Linked DNA regions of Sus scrofa: all the other regions are linked to region 1. A link is a contact called in public HiChIP or PLAC-seq data. All regions are on one chromosome and are shown on one strand. The core of a region is the stretch at or near the end of the contact, and the rest is flanking DNA. Distances in the headings are between cores, read along the strand shown.

The links. HiChIP or PLAC-seq counts read pairs in DNA pulled down with a chosen protein or histone mark.
Region 2: a contact with region 1 is called in an H3K27ac HiChIP or PLAC-seq map of skeletal muscle. The contact joins the promoter of ILKAP here to the enhancer-like site in region 1. A contact is called at or near these places in 1 of 5 promoter capture datasets (fetal liver), 5 of 47 Hi-C or Micro-C datasets (embryonic fibroblasts, epiblast stem cells, mesenchymal stem cells and 1 more) and 2 of 2 datasets of contacts at active chromatin or transcription factors (alveolar macrophages and skeletal muscle).
Region 3: a contact with region 1 is called in an H3K27ac HiChIP or PLAC-seq map of skeletal muscle. The contact joins two enhancer-like sites. A contact is called at or near these places in 1 of 5 promoter capture datasets (fetal liver), 18 of 47 Hi-C or Micro-C datasets (alveolar macrophages, blood, fetal heart ventricle and 9 more) and 2 of 2 datasets of contacts at active chromatin or transcription factors (alveolar macrophages and skeletal muscle).

Annotation. Positions count from the first base shown.
Region 1 is chr15:137,880,849-137,885,184 of Sscrofa11.1, reverse strand. It overlaps TRAF3IP1 (TRAF3-interacting protein 1), which reads right to left. Exons shown (of 16, transcript XM_021074958.1): 8 at 1,621-1,683. Among named protein-coding and RNA genes, the nearest start is that of TRAF3IP1, 19 kb to the right of the region's middle. Within about 2 kb of position 1,999, at least 3 of the 83 cell types and tissues checked have an H3K27ac peak or open chromatin away from gene starts, as enhancers often do. A contact at or near this core is called in skeletal muscle, where this site is marked.
Region 2 is chr15:137,763,395-137,767,730 of Sscrofa11.1, reverse strand. ILKAP (integrin-linked kinase-associated serine/threonine phosphatase 2C) reads left to right here and starts at 1,973. Exons shown (of 12, transcript XM_003133772.6): 1 at 1,973-2,175. The coding sequence starts at 2,121.
Region 3 is chr15:137,952,291-137,956,626 of Sscrofa11.1, reverse strand. No RefSeq gene overlaps it. Among named protein-coding and RNA genes, the nearest start is that of ASB1, 23 kb to the right of the region's middle. Within about 2 kb of position 2,581, at least 51 of the 83 cell types and tissues checked have an H3K27ac peak or open chromatin away from gene starts, as enhancers often do. A contact at or near this core is called in skeletal muscle, where this site is marked.

The DNA of each region.
Region 1 (4,336 bases), core at 750-3,249:
GTGTTGGCAGGAGGCCCTGGAGAGCTCTCTGTGGCCTGTGGACACCACAGTCAGAGCCACAGAAGCACTGCCCCAAAGAGGGGCTCTTGAGGTGAGGAGCCCTGCTCAGGGCAACAGGACCCACCTGCGGGAGCACAGCGCCTCCCAGAGGCCCCGCCCACAGAGGGACACCGCAGAGGACAGGCCTGGAAGACGGGCCATGGGCTGCTTGCAAAGGAGCCGGGAAGGGACCTGTGCGACAGCCGCTGTGCGACTTGGGCCTCGGACTTCCTGCAAAGCCCATGCCCTCAGCCCTGGGGACAGACTGTAGGTTCACATGGAGCCCGGAAAGGTTCCTGGGTGGCCGGGGGCAGCTGAGTTACGAGCTGATGTCCAGAGGGAAGGCGCACAGCAGCCTCCATCCTGCGCCAAGGGGGCCCGACCCCGCAGCGCCCCCCAGTGTGGATGCTCAGGCCCTCTGGCTCCCCCTCAGCACCCCCACCAGCTCAGCCGCATCCCCAAAAGCCAGGGCTGAGGCCCCGACATGGCAGCCTCCCCCCACCGCGCCCCACCCCAGGCGAGGGCACCCACAGCCCAGCTCCCACCACCAGCAAACGGCAACAAGCCATCCTCTGAGCTCGGCCTCGGCTGTCCCTGAGCTTCTGAAATCTGCTGCTGCTCCCGGACCACAGCCTAGGCCCTCCTCTCCCTGGAGCACCGCCCAGCCTCCCAGACGAACTCACCCGACCGCAATTAAGCCACTCGCCCTACAAGTGTCATGAGCTTCCTGCTGCTACTGTCCCCAACATGGTCACCGGCCCCAACTCTCACCACCGCCCCGCAAGGCTCCCCTGGTCCCCAGGGCACAGGCTCCCACAGCCCTGCTCCAGCCTGGCCTCTGCCCACAAACACCCTCCCTGCCCGGAGCCTCAGCGCCCACCACACAGTAGCCTTCAACAGACATATTTGGTTGGAACAAGCCGACCACCACCAGGCGCCCCTGGCCCTGCCCCGTGCTGGGATGCTGGTGCTGGGGTGCGGCTGGGCCTTAAAAAGCCTGGTAGAAGTGGCACGGCACTGCAAATCAACTGCGCTTTAATATGAAAACTTCACAGACGTAAAAACTGTTTCTAAATAACTTTTTTAAAAAAAAGCCTGGTAGGAGCTCCAGGGCCTTAAAGAACAAATGCTGAGCAAGTATTTGAGCAGGACTCCTTTTTTGAACGCTGAGGAAAACTATGCCGAAAGCAGACTCTCCCTGAGGTTCGACTTCAGACTCTCCAAGCACACAGGTCACGGAAAAGCCAGGGTCCCGACGGTGCTCTGAGCTGCGCGAACGGCCTCTCCGGACACGAGGCCTGGGGCTGCCAGCTCGGCCTCCGGGACCCAGCAGGGGCCCCCTGGCTCTGCACTGAGTCTCAGAAGGAACAGTGGGGACGCGGGAGGTGTGCTGCCATCAGGCGATGACCAGAACGTTCCACCCTCTCTACGTAGAAGGGCACCTTCGGTCCCGACGGCGCCGAGAACGAGGGTGCGGCCCCGTGTGGGTCGGAGGGCCGGGGGGCTGCGGCCGCGGCCTCTGGGAAGAGAGGCGCCCACAGAGCCAGCGTGTTGCCCAGGCGGGAAGGGCCTCCTTCTTACCTTTCTGCTTCACTGCGGGCTCGGGCTCAGCGCTGTCTCGCCACAGACCAGCTGAATCAGCATCTGAAACACGAGCTGAGTTAGTTTTGGCTTCTTCTGTTCCTGACGTAAGACAGTTAAAATGGAGCCTCAAGAGGGGGCACGGCAGGCTGGCCAGCGGGCTCCGTTAACCTCACCGAGCTCCACTCCCGGCCCCAAGTGTACCAACGAGGACCCCGGGCGGCACTGCAAAGAAGGCAGGGGGTCCCTCCCAGGCATGGCCGGGGCACAGACCCCGAGCCCATCAGCCCGGCCAGGCGGAGGCCTGTGGCCCCACAGCCAGAACCCCGCTACGTCCAGAACCACCCAGCACGACTATCGGCCAGGCCTGGGAGTCATAAGCTGCAAAGAGGCTGCAACTTCCGGAAAGCAGGACGAACAGGAAAACGATGCCCAGCCTGGTGCTCAGCCTCAGCCATGCGGAGAACTCCCAAATACCCGCCTCCTGATTACTGAGTGACGTGCAAATATTTATAAAAACAGAATATATCAAATGCCTAAGTAATAAAATATTTTTCTATTAAAAACAAAAGGAGTGGATGCTGGAAGAACAGATTTTGAATCGTGGCAGCACCCAGGGTAGAAACCTGACTTGTCACTAAAGCCCCCCCCATCCCCCAACTCCCTTAAAATCTCCATCAGGAGACAAAAATAAAACTGGGAGAAAGTTTCCTTTCCTGAAACCCTATCTTATAATTTCTTAAAAGCACTCAAAGAAATGGCTTGTGTTAGAATTAAACTGCCATTAATGATCAAAGAACTGCTTTACTTTCTGTAATGGAACTACATAAAATGGACAACATAATTTTCTAAAAAAATTTTTTTCGATCTATTAAAATGCTGACTTAAATAGTCTGTTTCAAGGAATTAATTATTTATGATATCCCATAGAACGCAGCCAAAAAACCAACAGGAAACACCGTTCAGTTCTGAAACAAACAAATCTTGGCGTTCCCGTCGTGGTGCAGGGGAAACGAATCAGACGAGGAGCCATGAGGTTGTGGGTTCGATCCCTGGCCTCATTCAGTGGGTTAAGGATCTGGTTGGTGTTGCTGGGAGCTGTGGTAGGTCGCAGGCACGGCCAGGATCCTGAGTGGCTATGGCTGTGGTGTAGGCCGGCGGCTAGAGCTCCGATTAGACCCCTAGCCTGGGAACCTCCATATGCCATGGGTGTGGCCCTAAAAAGCAAAATAAAATAAAGCAAATCTAAATGTAAGTTTGGCAGCTATAGATTATCAATTTTAAAAGAAAACATCCCAATAACTTTTAGGTGTTGTATATTATTTGAAAGTGTCAAATATTTTCTATACTGTGCAAAACTCACCAGCATAGTCAGTAAATTACAAAGGCATTATTTCCGTCTGTAGCTTAAGAAGAAGGCTGCCCTGCACAATTTTATCTTCTCAAAGTTCTTTCTTTTATGAGAGGCCTATGGCGGTTGTTTTAACATTGCTAGTTGTAGTCTCAAGTAAGCTTCTGCTAAACCCCAAGATCACGCGGATAGAAAGAGTATATAAAGCAGACCACACATTCACTAATAATACTACAACCCACTCTTCTTTCTTTGTCTTTTGTCTTTTTAGGGCTGCACCCGCGGCACGTGGAGGTTCCCAGGCTAGGGGTCGAATCAGAGCTATGGCCACGGGCCTCCACCACAGCCACAGCAACGCGGGACCTGGGCCGTGTCTGTGACCTACACCACAGCTCACAGCAGTGCCGGATGCTTAACCCACTGAGCAAGGGCAGGGATCCAACCTGCATCCTCATGGTTCCTGGCGGATTCACTTCCACTGCGCCTCAACAGGAACTCCCTACAACCCATTCTTAATCACAGAAGGCAGTTTAACCAGCTTGACAAACAACAGCTCCAAAAAGACAACACGCCCAGAAGGAGTAAAGACCACTGCGAACTGGCCCCCAAGTCAGCACAAGTCTCTTATCTGAATCACTGGCAATCACGGAACCTCGTAGGTAAGAACGTGGCCTTGGTGTCAGACCTGGAGGCTCTCGTGTCACCGAGCGTCGTGCCCTGAGTGGGCTGTGGCCCGAGTGCGGCCACACGGAAAAAGCAGGGGCAGTGGGCAGAGCCCAGTGTCCACACCAGCGCCTCTCTCAAAACTTGCCGGCCAGCCCCATGGCCCCCAGCATGGCACAGGCGGCCTGCCATTCTGCCTGGCTCTCTGCAGAGCTGAGTGGCACAGGGTCGCTGACCACATCTTGGTGGAAACGCACACAACCAGGGTTTGAAATGAGGGGCCCCAGGGATCAGTCTCGGCATCACATGGTCAGATGCAGAGGCTTTAAGTGCATCCTAAGGACACGAGATAAAGGGCCCAGCGTCACATGGGCAGGGGCGAGGGCGAAGCGACGTCTTCACCTCAAAGCTGATCAAGAATACGGCGGGGGCGGGGCGGGGGGGTGCTACATAAGTAAAACGACACCCCAAGGAAGCAATCGGACAGCTGGGGAGGAGAGACACTGTGGAGACAGGCGAGCCTGCAGAAAGTACCGTTCTGGAGCAGAAGGCAGGGAGGAGCCGCTCCGGATTCAAAGACACAAGAGACAAAAAGAACAAGAAAAGCGTGCAGGGTGCTCACCCTAACAGGACCTGGTGTTTAAGCAAATAAAACTGCTGAGACAACCAGAACACAGCCTGGGTCTTAGATGCCCTCTGGCA
Region 2 (4,336 bases), core at 724-3,223, 120 kb after region 1:
CGCATATAACGAAGTCATTTTGCTATACATCTGAGGCACGGTATTGTTAGGTCAACTATACTTCAATTTTTCTAAAAAAACCTGATTTTATCTGGCTTGTGGCTCTGCGGATCAGGACTTCACGAAGGGCTTAGCTGGGCCATCCTCGCCTGGGGTCTCTCTGGAGGTTGGAGTTGGACGTTGGCTGGGGCTCAGATCCTTAGTCTGAGGCTCGCCTGGAACGAATGTCCGAGATGACTCGCTCGGCTTGGCTGGCTGTCACTGCTGGCTGTCAGCTGGCAGGTCAGCAGGGTTGCTGAGTACAGGGTCCCAGTGTGGCTTTTCCAGCAGGGCAGTCTCAGGGTAGCAGGACTTGTTACTCGGTGACTGACTTCCTCTCGAGCAAGCACCTCCAGAGAACCAGGCAGAACCTGGCCTTTATGACCGAGCCTTGGAAATCATATAATGGCTCATGCAAGAAGATGCTTCAACACGCCAGTTCCATTTAGCAGCAGACGGGGAAGAGCGGTTCTGGTGAGCCTTGCTAGAGCTGTTCTGGAGAAGCGACGAGGTGGAGCAAGGCTGGGGTGGACTGAGAGGTGAGCAAATGGAGACTATTCACTTCAGAGCACCTCTGCAGTTCGGCTGTTACGGGTGAGGGGAGAGCAGAGAGGATTTCACAAAGAGGAGGCGAACGGTCAATGAGATGAGACCTGTGGGCTTGCTGGGTCCAACAATGTCCTAAGCCAGAGATGGCCAGAGGCACAGCTGTAGTTGACCAAGTTGGGTTTCTTATTCATCCCAGCGAGGAAAACCGTTGCTGGAAATCTCAGTAAAGCAATGCACAAAGGACTAGAAGGTCTGCGTTCACGTTCACTGATTTGGGAAACACTTAGGGAAGTGGAGCTTTGCTCTGGATTGGATGTCAGAACTGGGGGGCGATGCCTCCACCGGATGTCTTACTGTCAGGTCTGAAAGGCAGGACCACTAGACAAAGGCTGCACTTGTAACTGGTAAAGAAGCAGCAGTCACTCTTAATCGGCAAGACAGGTTTTTTGTTTGTTTTTTTAGGGCTGCAGTTGCCTCATATGGAGGTTCCTAGGCTATTGGTTGAATTGGAGCTGCAGCTGCAAGCCTACAACACAACCGCAGCAACGTGGGATCTGAGCTGCATTTGCAACCTACACCACAGCTCACAGCAACACTGGGTTTTTAACCCACTGGGCGAGGCCAGGGATCGGACCCGCATCCTCATGGATACTAGTCGGGTTCTTTATCACTGAGCCAGGACGGGAACTCCCGGGTGTCTGGTCATTTTTGTGGCTTCGACTATGTTCATCTTTTGACCGGGTTCGGACATGAGTGGAAGGGCCTCCTTTTTTGCCTTGACCTGTCCTCAGAGCCCGAGGTGGATGTTTTATGAAACTGTGCTTGTTCAATAGAGCACCGAGGCCCAGCTGCGTGTGCCGGGCCAGCGCCCTGATGTCCTCCTTCCCCTCCCCCCCGTGCCCGGATGGATGCAGACAAGCCGAGGGATGCCTCCTCTCCACCCTGCATCTTAAGGAGCCGCTGTCCTAACTCACCGGGCCGCTCCATCAGGCCTGGAATGGGCTGGTGTGAGCATGACGGAACGGACCCATGTGAAAACCCCATAACGTCTTCCTGGCCGTCAGGGCTCACTGCAGCTGCCCTTGAGCTCAGGCATTTCTCTCCTGAAGGCCTTCTCAACCTCGGAGGCCGGTGCCCAGGAGGAGGAGGAGGAGCCCGAGCCCGAGGCCCCCGAGAAACATGGCGCCTTCCGCGGCGCGTCAGCCCCGCCTGCCCAGGTACCAGCTCCCGCCCCGAGAACAGGGTAGACGTGCGCGTGCGCGCCGCCAGCCCCGCCCCCTCGCCGCCCCGCCCCGTCCCGCCCCGCGCGCGCGCAGGCCTCTGGGGCGGCCTGGCCACGCCGCGCGCCGATTGGTGGCGTTCCGGGCCCGCCTTCGGGTGATTGACGGCTCGGGGCCACCACCGCCCCGCCGCTGCCACTGCCGCTGCTGCTGCCGCCGCCGCCGCCGCCGACGCCGCTGCAGGGTGTGGAGCCCGCCGCCGCTCGCGGGCTGCGCGTCTGCCGCCGCCGCCGCTGCTGCCCAGCCTCCGCCATGGACCTGTTCGGGGACCTGCCGGAGCCCGAGCGCTCGCCGCGCCCTGCTGCCGGTAAGCGGGTGGCCGCCGGCCAGCGAGGGGAAGGAGGCCGGAGGGCGGGTGGCGGCGGCCTGCAGGCCCGCGGCGCCTGAGGCGGGCGGCGGGGGAGCGCGAGGGCGAGCGCGGGGGCACCGGCTCCGGGGCTCGGGCGCCTCCGCCATGTTCGCTGCGCAGGAGGAAAGGCCGCCGCGTCCTTTGTGTGCGGCCTCCACGTGCGGCCGCCCAGGGCCCGCGGTCCCCGCCGGCCCGCACGCCGGGCCCGCTCCCCGCCCGGAGCCGCCCCCGCGCGGCCCGGCCTGCGCTCGAAGCGCTCGCAGGGGCGACGACGTTATTCGGGGCGCTCCCCGCGCGGCGCCTCCTGCTTTGTGTTTTGTTGTCGCGCCCGAGGTTGCAGGGATCACCCACTTGGGCGCCCGCGGCTTGGAGGCCCGAGAGGATTTCTTCTCTGCCCCTCTGCTTTTAGCGTCTGATTCACAGCACTTGGGTGTGCTTTTCGGGGTCCCGGGAAGTGCCCCGCTCCCCGAAGTGCAGAGCGTCATCCCGGGGCCGCTCAGCTCCCGGAGCTGGGGTTTGAGCTCCACGTTTTAGCAGCGTGGGGACCGTCTGGTTGGTGCTGTAGGTCAGCCGCGCCGGGTCGCAGTTGGCAGAGGACCCGCTACGGTTTTCACGTGCAAGGTCTTCAGCCGGACGCTGTGACTTAGGGCTTTCTTTCCAAGCCAAACTCGGTGGCGGAGAACGTGGAAAAGCAAAAGCAAGTTCAGATACTCCAGGCTGGCCTCAGCCCCGCTGCGTCTGAAAGCCCGGCGGGAGCGCCCTGCCTCGGGGTCGTGAAACCTGCAGGGGACTTTTGACAGCCCAGCAGGGGTCCGGAGACCCGCGGTTTGGGAACTACTGCTGCGGGGAACACGGAGGGCACCGAGACCCAGCCTTTGCTTTCAAAGAGCCGGATTCTGAGTGCAAGCGACTAAAATCGGAGAGGGCTGGAGGTGATGATGACTGTGGGAACTGCTGCTGTCCCGAGAAGCCGTGTTCGTAGTTCGTGGCCGGTGGAGAAGGAGGCGGAGCTGGAATTGGCCTCTGACGACGGGGCGGACTTGTGACGGGTCCTACCAGGGCGGGAGGAGCAGTGCCACCCGGGGCCCTAACTGTGGTCCCCTTGGGAGGAGTTGTCCTGCTGTCCACCGGGCCTGGGCGGGGGCTGGTCGCATGTGGGTGGCCAGGCCCGTCTTTATCGGGTCCTTATGCGCAGTAATGGCACCCTTACTTTTCTCCGAACGTTCCCTTTTTACATTTGTTTTCTAGATCGTTCTGGTTGTGAAAACTCTGGCTTGTGTGTGCACTCTTTCTCTCTCTGTGGGTGGAGTATAACTTTTGTCTGAGTATGTTTGGGGCAGACTTTGGATTTGTAGATGTGCCCGGAAGCCTATCACATCTCTTTTTACCTGAAATTAATTCGGGTCTGTTGAGGGGGGCATTCCCTAAAATGACACAAAACTCGACAACTCTCCTAAGTTGGTGCTTGGAGGACACACCCAACCCTGCGGAGATGGCAGGTAGCAGGGCTCCGTGCGATGTTGAAAGCCCCCTTCCCTGAAGTGTCAACAGCACTGACACTGTCACAGGTCCTGCTTGACTGGGTGTGGTTTTTTTAAATAGCTTTAAGAACGAAGAAGGCAAGCTTTCTGATTTGTAGATGACAGAAAGCTGAGAGGGATAAGCACTAAAGTGAGTGACAAAATTGGAACCCCAAATAATCTTAACAGGCATTTAGTTAATACCAACAAGATGAAACCTAACAGGTTTAAAAAAAAATCATTTGAACAAGAACAGAATCTGATTTCACAATCATGTGAAAATATTTTGATTTTTGAAACTTTAAATGTCATACTTTGTTTCCAAAAAATCGGCCGTATTGGTTGATTAAATTGAACATAGAGTGAATGAAAGGAAAATAGGATGGGTTTTGGAATTCCCATCGCGGTGGAGTGGGTTAAGAATCCAACTGCGGCCTCTCCAGTTGCTGCCGAGGTGCAGGTTCTGTCCCTGGCCCGGGGCACTGGCTTAAAGGATCTGGTGTGGCCACAGCTGCAACTCAGATTCAATTCCTGGCTAGGGAAACCTCCATATGCCACAGGTGGGGCCGTTGAAAAAAAGAAGAAAGAAAAAGAAAAGG
Region 3 (4,336 bases), core at 1,332-3,831, 71 kb before region 1:
GGGAAGGGGACAGTGTCTCCCTCCCAGGTCCCTGGTGCTTTCCTTCCCTCTTACGCCAGTGGCACCTGGCTGGCACAGTGGAGGCACAGTGGAGCTCACCTCCCAGCAAGTTTCAGCCGCACCCTGCAGGCGGCTTCCTGGTTGAGCTCTTCAGGAATCCTAACTGGCTTCCCAGAAAGTTCATCTTCCCCACAGGCAGCTTCCCAGCACTCCCGGGGAGTCCAGCCCCCTCCAGCCAGCTTCCACCAAGTTCAACAAACTCTGCAAGCAGCTTCCCAGCGAATTTCTTGGCATACCAACAGGTGGCTTCCTGCCTGCCAGCCTTGGCCCAGAAGCCCAGGGCAACCTAGTGACCTTCCCTGCCCTAGAGTGGCCTCAACTACTGCAGAAATTAGATCATTTGCTGATAGTGAACTTGGCTGTAGGAGAGACATGCGTTTGGAGATCCTGAGAATTTCTGCACACTCTCAGAGACAGAGTTACTAGAACAATTCTGAGCGTCCACGTAAAAGGGTCACAAACACCCTCTTAACTGTGCCGCAGTCTTCTCCACTCCCAACTATGACACCTGGTCTTTCTGCACTAATTATGGCTCCTACATGGCCCCTGTAGATGTTACGGTCAATGACACCTGCCTAGCGGGTTCTGAACTTCAGGGGACAAGGATCCTAGGCTGATGCTAAGGAAAAGCTCCCTTTAGCAGGGCCAGGGAACAAGGGACAGGGTTCTGAGATGCACTGGGGGCTCTCGCCCCCCCCCCCAGGGTGACCTCCACACCCCAAACAATCCTGATTTCCAGGCCACAGGATTAAGCCTCTGACACTTCAGTCACTCCCAGGAGGTCCTGGGCAGCAATAAAATAGGCCGAAAGTCCAGTATTCTTCCCTGTCAATTCCTTTGGCCCTCAATGCGGGCAGACTCCAATTCTGTTCACAAGGGGCTGCTCACAGGGCCCCTCCAGGGACTGGAACAAGCAGTTTCAAGTCCCTCCCAGCTGGCAATGGTGAGATGGCTTCTGCAGAGGCACTGACAGTGAGATAACTATGGCAAGAGTCCTGGGCAGCTGAGAAAGTGCAACCTAACTCCTCAAGGCGCCCCCGACACCCAGAGCTCATTAGGAATGGCCCCTGTGGGCATCTGACCACATGAAGTTCAACCTCTCTTCTCACGGCATCCTCACGGAGGATACTGCCAGCCGGTCTCAGGCACGCGTCCTGTTACACCAAACAAGGAGCGAGCACATTTCCTGCACACTTAAGTCCTCTCTCCGGGGTGAACCTCCCGAGGCTTTACGAGGTGAGGCTCTTGACTGAAGGTTTTCTCGCGACAGCTGCTCTCAGAGGCCTTTCCCTGGGGTGAACATCCCAGGGCTGAACGAAGCTCTTTGGGGAGAGGCTTTTCCCCTTCTCTGCATTCATGAGGTCTTCCTGTGTGTGAATCTGTCAGGGGTGAATGAGGCTGGACCTGCAGCTTAATGCCTTCTCACCCTGGTCGGACTTAACAGACTTTGAGGCAACCCAAGTTTGAAGTTTTGGCAGGAGGTCTTCCCACGTTTGCTGCACTCTGAACACCTTTGTAGGCTGTGAACTTCCCAGAGCTAAATCAGACCTTTGGCAAAGGGCTCTCATTCCATGGATTCAAAGGGACTTTCTCTAGTATAAACTTTCTGAGGCTGAGGGAGCCGAGCAGTGTGGCTACCGGCTCTCTGACACTTACTGCACTAACTGGGCCTTTCTGTCCTGCACCAAACAAGTGTGTTTTCTTCGCTGAATGCATCCTTCCCCCAGCGGCTGCACTCAAAAGGCCCTTCGCCAGTGTGGATTCTGAGGGGGGGTTAAGTGCATTCAGACCCCCCCCCCGGCTGGGGCTGCCTGGGCTCCCTCACACTGGATGCACTGCCCAGGGTCTAAGGGCTCCCCGCCCCCGCGCCCCTACCTGGCCGCCCCCTCCTGTGGTTGGCCTGGCGCCGTCTTCCAGCGCCGGGGAACCTGTCCCCCCCGCACACTAGGGCGTTCTCTGACACGTGGCTCCACAGCGCTCCACGAGGCCCTACCCTGCCCGCTTTTGCAGGGTTTCTCCGCGGTGCTGCTTTGGCGCCGGGAAAACGGAAGCTTCCTCCTGACGGCAGCTTCTGCCGGCTGCGGCGCCCCGGTCCTCAGCCTGGGCCACACGCCGCACGGTACGGGTCTGAGTGGACAGACGTGCGTGGGGAGCCCCGACCCGACACCCTCTTACAAAAACACAGCGCTCAGAAGGTGCCCCCTCTGCTTCACACCAACCACCCGGGGCCACAAGTGAAACGTTCCCCGCGTCGGATCGCCACCAGCAGGCCCCGAACCCAATCAAGGCGCCGCTCGGCCTCCCGGGCCACATCCTGAGACCACCCGGCCCTGCCAGAGGAGGGGCGCCAGCCGGGAATCCCCCGGCACGGCCCCCACGCACCTCCCTGCTGGATCCGAGCTGCACAGACCCCAGGGCGGAAGCGACCCCGGGAGGACGGCTCCGGAAGTCCCGCCCCACGCCGCCGGACGCACAGGAACACCCCCTCCTGGATTGGCCCGACACGGGTGTGACGTAGGTCAGAATGGGCGCTAAGAGATGGCGTTCCCACGCGGGGCGGGGCTTCACTGCCTCTTAAAGGAGACGCGCCAAGATTTCCGGGACAAGTACTAAATGCCACTTGCTGAAGGGCAGTGGCTGCCCTGGTGGCTGTGAGAGCACCTTCTTAAATTGGGTGTTGTTTTTCTAGGAAGGTGACCGTTTCTTCTGAATTCTCACATTACTATCAAAAAGTTGTTATAATATGTCCTCTCATCTTTTTACATGGTCGGTAAAATTTCCCTTTTAAATACTGGATTTGTACGCTTTTTGTCCTGACACCTCTCTGGAGGTGTATCGTTTCAGTTCTTTGGAAAGACGCACATTTTGTCTTTGTTGCTGCCTCCGTTGGTTGTAATGAATTCTGCTCTGTAGTATCTAGCTTTTACCCCACACACTCCACCTTCCATGCCCCCGTAACAGCGCGGTAGGTAGTAGGTTGCTGTTATTAGGACTGAGGCCTCCAGTGTTACTGGGATAACGTCTTCCTGCCTCGCCCAGCCTCTCGTGTTCCTTGGAGTTCTGTCCCCTGCTTTCCTAGGTACTCGTCAGTAAGTCAAGCCCAACTCCTATCCACATATGCAGAGACCACAGGTGTTCTGTAACTGAGACACCTTCTCCGGAGCCTCAGCCTCCGCACATCTGATCCCGACTGGGCATCTACTGTGCCTGAGGCTCGGCTGCCATCCTGAGAGTTTTCACCACGCTGCTGCGGAGTCACCTTGCCTCTCTTGTTGGACCCACATTTCCTGAATACCAGGCTTTCTCCTTTCTTGGTTTACTCCCTCATTCTGGAATAATACATCCTCTAATAGTTTTCTAAGAAAGGATGTGTGGAGTGTAAGTTTTTAAAGAAACTGCAAGTCTTCAGCTTGACTTTTGTATGTATTTCCCTCAGAATTCTGAGAGGGTCGAATCCCTCTATTGCCCAGTGTGGCATTTGAGGATTCCTGATCCTCAAAGCTGTTCTGAAGCCTGATCCTTTGTATGGTGTCTTGTTCATACTCTCAGGAAGTTACAGAGTCCTCTTTCTCCCCAGTGTTCTGAAATTCCATGGTGATGTGCCAAGGCAAAGCTATTTCTCCTTCCACTGTGTTAGTACGAGGCTGGTCCTTACAATTTGGAAACCCAGCCTTCACTCAGAATTCTCTTGAATTATGTATTGGAATCCACTACTAGCTGGGGGGGACTGGCCATATTCAGTGTCGGTTCGTATCTCAAGCTATTTCCTTTTAGGCTGGTGAGACTCCTCAAGACGCCTTTTCTCCTTTATTTCCTGCCTGGAGGGTAGAGCCTGTTTCCAGAGCCAAGGGAGCCAACGGTTTTACGTGGGGAGGGCTGATGCCACAACTCCCTTCGCCTCCGCCTGGGCTGGGCTGGGCTGGGGCTGGGACAACTGCCCGACTGTGTGCGGTGGAGAGCTGCAACTGCTTCTGAAGCTGGCTGCCAGCCAGTCCTCCTGCTTTCACTCTTCCACACACACTGCTAGAGGTACCTGGACCTGCCAATCCCAGAGCCTCTGGCAGCTCTGCAATAAAACCAGATTTGCACATGTTCTCAGTTCTTTCTCACAGGGCCGTTTTCGCGGGTATTTCTAAGTCAGTTACTGTTCATCTGTTTTCTTGAGAGCTTCCAAAATGTTGCTGTTTATAGTCATCCTAGTGGGATAATGCTTTTTTAAAGAATTAAAATTGCCTGTAATTTCGACAGATCTCAGGAAGGCGCTGTGGAAAGCGAC